Linked DNA regions of Mus musculus: region 2 is linked to region 1. The links are chromatin contacts, called in public Hi-C maps. All regions are on one chromosome and are shown on one strand. Each heading gives the region's core, a stretch centred on a gene start, on an enhancer-like site or on the middle of the called end of the contact. The rest is flanking DNA. Distances are from core to core; before and after follow the strand shown.

Region 1 (4,356 bases), core at 173-2,672:
CCCATAGGTTTGTGTGTTGAATAACTGGTCTGTTTCGGGAGAGTCTGGAAATTTAGGTTCGAGCTCTAGTTTGGAGGAAGGAGGTTGGTGCAGCACGGATGTGACAGTTCTATCTGGTCCCTTGCCTTCTTCCTTCCCTGTGCTTTTGCTGGTGCAGAAAGTGATCAGCCTCTCCTCTTCCCACAATGCAACACAAAGGTACTGGAGCAGAAGAGTCAAAGTAGTTGCTTCCATCACTTAAGTTGTCCTTTCAGGTGTTTTGGTTACAGCAGTGTCACGGAAGTGTGCAAGGTTTGAACAGCCAGCATCTTTAGGAAGGCTGACCTTTCTTGGCTCTTATTTTGTTCCCAAGCACACACACCCTTTCCTTTTACACCCCTTTCCTCATTGCTTAATTGCTTCATCTGGGACTCAATTTCTCAAATAAACAAATTAATAAGACACAGTTAAGTAGTTTGAGGGTGGGGCAGACAAGGAGGTGGCAAGGAGCAAGGCCTGTGAGAAGAGACAAGTATGGTTGGCAGATTGCCTTTGTTGGGGATACTCTGAAATGAGGACCGTGTTTGAAGGGCCTTGTTCTCGAGGAGGCTTTTGAACAAGGAAACTGATGTAAGGAAGACCATTATACAGATCCTCAGATGATTACATAACTGCAGTGTATAGTAGAGATGGCAGCTAAAGCTTTTCTAAGGACCCGGTGATAGGAGAATGACGGAATAGAAAATTATTTTCTTCTGTAATCGATTATTCCATTCAATCACCAATGCATTCTTCTTTGTCAGCTTATTCGTCTTGAATGCTAGCTTTTTTGCCTCTCATTATACTAGTGGCTGATTATGATAGTGGACGATACTGATAATGTCCTACTGTCATGATGGGTGCTCTCTTTCCTGTGTCCCCTACTTCTAGCAGAGCAAGATAGGGCTCCTGACTAAGGAGAAGGCTGTGCTGCCGCTGGTTCCTGTTGCTCTAGGAACTCGACACATGGTGGGTTCTCTGGGGTGCAGCCTTAATCGACTCATGGCCATTAGTATGTGACAGGTGAATACACAGACCAAAGGAACCGTAGGCTAGGACCCACTTGGGTTGCAGGACCGCGATCTTCAGTGGAGCACAACGGTGCGCTTAGGTGTGCAGAGGCTCTGGACCTGCTCTGAGTATTTTGGTCTTGAGACCAACCGGCTGCAGGGCTAGCCCTTCCTTGCACGTTCCGCCCCAGCCCCAGTGGCCCACGCGGTGGCACCCAGCGCAGCCTGGCATCCGCCAGCGGGCGGACCCCACGCGGCTCCTCCTCGCGGCGGGCGGGACTGCCCCGCGTGCGGCCCCAACCCTAGCCTTGGGAAGCCCGGATCGCGGGCGGAGCGCGATTCACCGCGTGGGTGGAGTCTGTGACTGGATCCCAGGGCCAATCGCGCGGTGGCGGGGGAGGAGCTCCGGAGGGGGAAAAAGAAAGTGCGGCGGAAAGTAAGAGGCTAGTCGGGGAAGGCTGCCAGCATCTGGCTTTCCTAGGTTCGGCTTGGACCAGGGCGCTGAAAGAGGCAGTGGTCGGCCACCCTGCATCCATCTGGTCGCTGTCGCCGAGCCTGCTGGGCTGGCCCGATAAGGTGAGTCTTGCTCTGCAGGGAGGGCTGGGTTGAAATGGCCAGCCGCAGTAACTCCGGGTAGTAGGAATTCTTGTAGATCGTCTTCCACAACCCTTCTGGTTTACAGACAGCAAAACTGAGACACGGAGCGAGACTGTGGCCAGGCTAAACAAATCACACTACTAACTAGTAGGGCGGTCGGGGTTCGAACTTAGCAAATTGGAGGCCTATTTCGCCCGGGGCTGTGCGGGTTCTCAGGCTTTTGAGGGATCTATTTCAGGGTCCTTGTGCCTAGGGTTCTCAGGAGTGCCGCTGTAAGCTTGAGGCGAGCAGGAGGCTGTGTCCCAGCACACCCACTCCATCACATCGTAGCTCGCAGTCCCAGCTATGACAGCCCTGGGGAGAGGCTGCCAGCAAGCAGCCTTGCTAGCTCCTTTCCTGACCTGCTTTTTTTTTTTTTTTTTTTTTTTTTTTTCTTCTGAGGGACGTTCCTGCCTAGGGTCTCTTTCAGGCAGTGAGTTCAGGAAGAAGGAAGAGACTACAGGTGCTGGCCACCACTCTCCCAGCCTTGGAGATAGCAGGAACTGTTTTCCTTGAGGGGTGGGGGTGGTGGGCAGGACATGGGATGCCTGTCCTTTAGAACAGCTGGTGCCTGAAGCCTCCTTCTACCTCTAAGTCCTAATTGGGAATAGGGAAGCCTAGTTAAAGAGAAAATCAAAAACACGAAAGCGAACTTCTGCTGTTTCCATTAGGAGACAGTTGCTCCCTTCCCTCCGCAAACCCACTGATTGTGAAATTGTGAACCAAGGCGCTACGGAAAACATTAGATGCTTTTCCATGCAATAAGCTATGGTTACCAATAAGCTGAAAAGGTTATCTTCTGTCTGTGCCTTTGCCTTGTGTTGGCTGTGTAAATTTGGGCAGTTTAGCTCACCTTTCTGAGACTATTTCAAGTAGCAAAATGGACACTAGAATGCCCCCTGTGAATCCTAGGGGTAGTTAGGAGGATGAAATAGAACAGTTCAAGTGACATGTTCAGAGTGGTGCCTGGCCTGGCGACTTTGGCAAATATTGCTCTGTACTAATATTGGCTTCACTGGGTTTGAGAAGGGTTATTTTCTACTACCTTGGTGTGACTTTTTTTTTTAAATCTAAAAGTAGAATGATATTTAGCCTTTAGAGTTTGAGCATTTAAAAATATTTTTTGCATTCAATTTTGTGTGTAGGTGGGTACATGTGTGTACGTGTGTGGGGAGGTCAAAGGACTGTGTGTGTGTGTGTGTGCATGCACATGATGCACATGTGTGTGGAGGTCAAAGAAAATTTCTCAGGAATCCTATCTCTCCACCATGTGGGTGGAACTCTTCTGGTGTTCAGGTTTGGGGGCAGTCATCCTTACCTGGCAGGCCCGAGCAGTTCTTTACAGTGCTTTCTAAACATGGTCCACAGGTAGACTCGCTTGATCATTTGATGTTTGAGCAATGCGAATTTCCTCCTCCTTTTGAGGTCAAGCCTCCAGCCTGGGAACTGCCTTGATAGGAGGCATCCTGCATTGGCAAAGAAGGTTTTTAATGTTTGATAAAGGATGAAAAAGACAAGGAGAAGAAGCTTGAAGTTATAGCAATGCCTTCCATTGCCCCAAGCCTTCTAGTCCTGTTCTTTGGTCCATCTCTACTTCATATTCTGTAGCTAATATCAAGAAGCAAGGGGATTTTTGTATATTGTTCAGTAACACTGGGTAAGTTCAGTCTCTTCTGGATACTAATTGGCTTTATTTAAACCCAAGCACACACATATGCTCACATGAGCCTTCCTGTGTTACTTGTCTTTTAAAATGAAGCAGCTTCCATAGATACCTCCACCTGACTTGCATGACAATTGATTTTATTTTGATCCATATGATTATTTACTACCATCTACTGGCCACAGTGCAAGTCCCTGAAATGAGTAGTTAGCATTTATAAGGGGCTGCCTCCTTCCTTCACAGTCCACAGCACTTGCCTGCAGTATTGATGAACTCCAGGGAAAGGGCGGGATACATCTTGAGAGGAGGTGAGGGTTTGCTGATGTCCAGTAGGTACCTCCCATACCAGACATTGCCACAAGACAGGGACACATCTGTTTGTCACCTTACTCTTTGTGCTCGGATTGTGGTGACGCGCCACAATATGATTTAATGTGTGCCTTATAAACTAGGGACTTGTGGGGATAAGGGAACTGTTCAAAATGAGGTCAAACAAGGGCTTGGGATGGGCATTGAAGGCAAAGTCTCTTTGCTTCTGGGTTTTTGAAGAAAGCATACTGAGGTTTATCATTCCTGATACATGTTATTATAACCAAACTGTGTGTGTGTGTGTGTGTGTGTGTGTGTGTGTGTGTGTGTGTGTGTATAGAACTTTAAAATCTCCAAGTGTGTTCCTCACACATTATTTTCCTTGTTACTTTCAATAGGCCTTGGGGATGCTCATGGCAGACTTCATAATAGTGGCAGATCCTGGGGTTTGGTCAAAGCTACTTGACTTTAAATTCTGTACCTGACCACCCTTGTGTGTTACTGGGAAAAGTGTTTCAACTGTCGGAGCTTCTGTTTTATCCAGTTTTGAAATGACTTAATGCTTATGCTAGGCTCTCATGTGAAGATGAAGTTCTGTGCATAATATCAAGTGTGTGCAGTAGAGGACTGCTCATTAAATCATACCTTCTCTTAGCTTATCACAATTCCTGAGAAAGAAAATTAAAGTGAGATTTGAAGAAACAAGAGGTTTCCAGGGAT
Region 2 (4,745 bases), core at 1,291-3,790, 87 kb after region 1:
AGCTGTTCTAACCTTCTGTCTCTTTGTCTTTAAAATATGTGCTTTATAGTTGAACAGTGAACTAACTGTTATATCCATTCATAGGAACACAATTAAAACAAACGAAGATATTTTCTAAAAGAAAGTTTGTGCCTTTCAGATTATTTGGCAATGGTGAAGGCTTTGTCGGTTGTATTAGATAATACATCTTCCCTCTGTCTCTCCTTGCCATCTCCCCTCCCTCCCTTCTAGTTTCCCTTCCTCTATTCCTTCCTTTCCTCCTTCCATTATTATTTCCTTCCCTCCTTCTTTCCTTCATTCCTTTCCATCTTTGTATCTTTTTCAATTGCCTGATAGAAAATGAGGTAATTAGAATTATTTTGTCAATTATTGTAAGACATTTTATGGCATCCCTAGACCCCTCCTGTTACCTTCCTCAAAGGCACTTCTAAATATTTTATCTATTTCTTTAACTGGGTTCCATCTACATTTTGCTTATAAATTTATGTACATTGCTATTTTCTTACTCAACCTAGTGCATTCTATTTTGATTTTTGTGGTAATAAAATCAAAGTTATCTTGTTTCACTTTCTACCTTCCCATTTTTTCCTACCTATTCCTCACTACCCATTGCATGTGTAATTGAATTATGAGGATTTAAATAATGAGGCCCTACATTGCAATATTACTATTTTTAGGTTACTTTTCTAACTCTTGAACTTATTAATTGTATTTTCCATGTGCTCTGGATTGTCTCTTCTTACTCATTTTCTTTCCTTTTTCTTGCTTTTCTGAAAACCTTTTTTCTTCTTCTTTTTTTTTACAGTGATAATGTCACTGTAATCCATCAGATACTTGATTACCTCCCCTTATCGTTGATTTCCACTCTCTAGATTGTTCTTCACTGAACTCTGCCACAAGGCTGTTATCCTGAGACCTTTCCAGCCACACTGTAGAGTGTTACTTTGCTCACTTAAATCAAATCGCCCAATCCTGATCCTGGGGTTCCCTTTGTATTTTTATTTATCGTTTTCACGACATGCAGACCCCGGAGGCTTTCTGATCGAGAGCATGGGGATTAACACGTGGAAGTTTTATGTGTCTGCAAATATGGCCTTCACACTTGATTGTGCCGTTAGAGTCAAGACTGGAAATTCTTTTTCTTCCTGTATGCCTATTATTTCTCTTCTAATCTTCAGTTTCAATGTGAAGGCTTCTCTAGCACTGCTGTTTCCCACATTACTTCTTCAGTGTGCAGCGGTTTTCATTCATACTTCTTTGTAGTTTATAGAGTCATCTCTTTCATTCTAATGTTTTCAGAATGCCTGACTGGTATAGGTCTATTTTCACTGCCTGTGGTGGGGCACAATGAGCATAATGATAGGCACCTTCGCAGCCGAATTTTTCGTATTTCTGCCCTGGAACTTTTTCCTTTGAGTGGTTGAATTGAAAGTTTTCTTCTTTCTCTTTAATTTCTTCCCTTTTGTGGTTTGTATCGGAAAATGCTGCACTTCCTGGACTGGCTTTCTAATTTCACTACTTGCTATATGCTCTCCTTTTTTACTTTACCTTTTAAGAAAACCTCAATTTTAACTTCCTAGCACACCATCTATTACAGTTTTTACATTTGCAGTTACACGAAAATTTTAGTTACTCTTTTTGTCTCTGAATATACTTCTGTTCAAGGATCTCGTTCTGCAGGGCTGTGACTGGTTCCTTACCCCTCTAAAGTTAAGAATCACACACAATCACTTTTAAAATATTTTCCTTGAATAATCGGAATTTTCCCTAAATTCCTTTATTTCACTGAGAAGTATTTTTTTTTTTTTTTTTTTTTTTTTTGTAGAATCTTCCTGGATTTTACAATTACATTTAAGAAGCTGATTAGAAATTCTAAAAGGGAATGTGAGATTCAACTTTGGAACTCTCCTTTGGGTGATGTGGCTGCACAATAAATTCAAGAGTCCCCAAGTTCAAATATTTGCCCTTTTAATGAAGATTCTTTCATTTTCCTGCTTAGGACCTGGTCCCAAAGTATGAAGAATCATAGTGGACATGCCTTTAATCCTAGCACTGGGGAGCAAGCAGATCTCTGCTCTATGTGGCAAGTCCCAGATCCAGCCAGAGCTACGTAGTAACCACCCTGTCTTCAAAATAAATAATCTAGATGCCCGTACCCTTTAGTTCTGTGTTGAATGCTGCTCAGAGAGGGAAGAGGAAATGAAGCAGAGCATATAATCTTTGTTGATAGTTTTCTGACCTTCATTGATAATTTTCTAACCTTCATTGAAAGTTTTCCTGTAATCCTTTTTATTTTTACCACTCCCCACAGAAACAAAAATTTAGTGTTTGGGGTATGTGATTCATTTTCCAGGTTAGAATAGAGGGATGGTAGTGATTATGAGAAAATCTCAGTCTCTATGACTTAGAAGACCTCCTGCATTACATGGAGGGACCTAAACAAGGGAGGCTCAGTCTTTGTGTCCTATTTCACAAGACAGAAGAGAGCTTGATGAAATACAACCTAGCCATTAAAACACCCACCACAAATGGCATTTGTGTATTGACCCAAGTAAGTCACATGCCTCTTCTTACTCGAACTGACTGTAATATGTGTGGAGGAGGGCGGTATGTAGGGTGAACAACATTCTTTGTAATGGTGCTGACAGTTTCTAGGTCTTGGCTGCCTTCAGGCTTGCAGCTCAGTTTGTTCTCCAACATTTCCTTGATTGCTTAAGGTTTGTGTTTGGAAATCTGCTAAATTGGTTAGTTTGTGTCCCTTTAATATTGGCATAGTCATCTCTCTTATTCTTGTTGATACTTTGGATCATATCTTGGAAAAAATATGTTTGTTTTAGAGAAGCTTGAGAAAGTACTGGAATTGGGTCACATGTGAAAACTGTGAAGTTTATCAGAGAAGCTGTTGTAAATTTCTGTACAGTAAATAAGCTTATTTGGCAGCTTCATAGCACTAATGAAAATGTAATTAATGAGTGTGAACAAATGTTTCTTTAAAAAAGTAATATTGTACAGATATCATAAATGCATATTGATGTAAACAGCCTTTGAACTTTATAGTTCTCCTTGCTTGCTGAATTCAAAAAGCAAAGTTAATGAAAGAAGATTAAAAGTTACTCATCACTGAGTCTTGGAAACGACTGTCTGCAATTTCCTGGAGAACTGTTTAGATGTCAATTTTTTTTTCTGAGATAGAAAGATGTAATTCTTGACTCTTGTCAAAAGTAAAATAATTGTTGACATAGTTGGGTTGACTGTTACTTACTGCTGCAAATAGTTTGTGGAATAATCCTGAAAAATTTATGACAAGTCTTCACCTTAAATGTTACATATGTGGCTGTGCTCATGAGTCTATAGGTTGCCTGAGGCACTTATTCTGGGCTGGCTTTGGGCAGTTGTAGGTTTGGGATTTGGCCAGACAGCTGTCCTTTTAGCTGTGGCCCATATGTACACAAGTTGGTGCTCACCTCAGCTCTGAGTTGGACCAGATTTACTCTTCCAATAATAAGAGGATTAGACGAAAACAAAATGGTTGTAGGTTGTAAGATCTGTGGCTGCACTGTATCTGCCATATAAATCTCAGTATTAGCTCAGATTTAGGGAGATAGAAACAACCATGCCAATTGAAAGAATCATAGCTCCCCATTCCAGAGGCAGATCATGCAGAGTAGAAAAAGAATACACACTGGTTTTGAAGACTACTTCGAGAGTTGTCAAATGGTGATTAAAAATAATTTTTATGTTAAGAGAGATAAACATAAAACCATCTCAAGGAAGAAGTTTAAAATTTATGTAACATTTAATTTTTCAGAAAAGAGTCCTAAGTGGTGACATATTAAGGATGACTCTCAGGTACAACTTACCCTTCTCAATAAGAAGCAGATAGTTCAGGTTATTGTGACAGGATTTGGGGCCTGCTGCAATGCCCCAGCTTTTCCAGCGACCCTGGTTCAGTTCCCAGTACCCACATTGTGTCTTACAGCTTTCTGTAGTTCCAGTTCTAGGGAATTCAGTGTCCTCGTCAGTTCTCTGAAGGCAGCATACATGTATGTGTTGCACATACATACATGGAGGAAAAATGCTCTTACATATAAAATAAGCGTGAATAAGCTCCATTGCTTATCAAATTGATATATGTTATTTAGATAGCATATATCATAAGCCTAATTAATTATTCCAGAAAAAAGTATCTTTCACACTTTGAGGAAATTGTACAAAAAGATGTCATAGTGAAAAAAAATCAAATGCTATAAAATAGTAACATTCAAGTAATGTGAGGATATAATAATTAAGACAACTTCAAAATAGAAAAACCAAATGTGATTAGACAGGGAGAAGGAAGCTTGAGGGAGAGAGAACTTGAAGATGAGTGGATCGGGAGGTAGGGAGGATGTGGGAGGTATTTTGGAGGGGGATGAACATGATCAAGAGACAATCTACAAAATTCTCAAGGAATTAATAAAAACATTATTTACAAATAAAAAAGCTTGCTTATGTAAGTACAGCTGCAGTGCCTGGGCATGCTGAATCATTCCATTACTTGAGATTAAAAGTGAGATGTGTAAAAAATTAAAGTGATCATATTATTACTCGATTTGCATTATAGTGATTTTTTAATGTATACAATATATCTTGGTCATCTCCACCCCTTACTCTATTCTCCCATCCCTCTAGAAGCCCCTGAACATAACTCCATCCAATATTCATGTCTACTTTTTTCTAAACCTACCAGTCCAATAAGTGATGAT

The links. A called contact is a pair of places that touch in the nucleus more often than the background predicts.
Region 2: a contact with region 1 is called in a Hi-C map of adipose-derived mesenchymal stem cells, with 2.1 times the contacts expected there. The contact joins the enhancer-like site here to the promoter of Il1rap in region 1. A contact is called at or near these places in 6 of 39 promoter capture datasets (the 3T3-L1 cell line, hippocampal neurons, liver and 1 more), 1 of 15 datasets of contacts at CTCF or cohesin (CD8 T cells), 4 of 484 Hi-C or Micro-C datasets (the 3T3-L1 cell line, 3T3-L1-derived adipocytes, adipose-derived mesenchymal stem cells and 1 more), 2 of 115 datasets of contacts at active chromatin or transcription factors (bone marrow-derived macrophages and embryonic stem cells) and 1 of 9 other capture datasets (pancreatic islet).

The regions. Positions count from the first base shown.
Region 1 is chr16:26,580,283-26,584,638 of GRCm38.p6, forward strand. It overlaps Il1rap (interleukin 1 receptor accessory protein), which reads left to right and starts at 1,423. Exons shown (of 11, transcript NM_001159318.1): 1 at 1,423-1,604.
Region 2 is chr16:26,666,616-26,671,360 of GRCm38.p6, forward strand. All of the region lies in intron 2 of Il1rap (interleukin 1 receptor accessory protein), which reads left to right. Among named protein-coding and RNA genes, the nearest start is that of Gm20319, 87 kb to the right of the region's middle. Within about 2 kb of position 2,541, at least 18 of the 459 cell types and tissues checked have an H3K27ac peak or open chromatin away from gene starts, as enhancers often do. A contact at or near this core is called in adipose-derived mesenchymal stem cells, where this site is marked.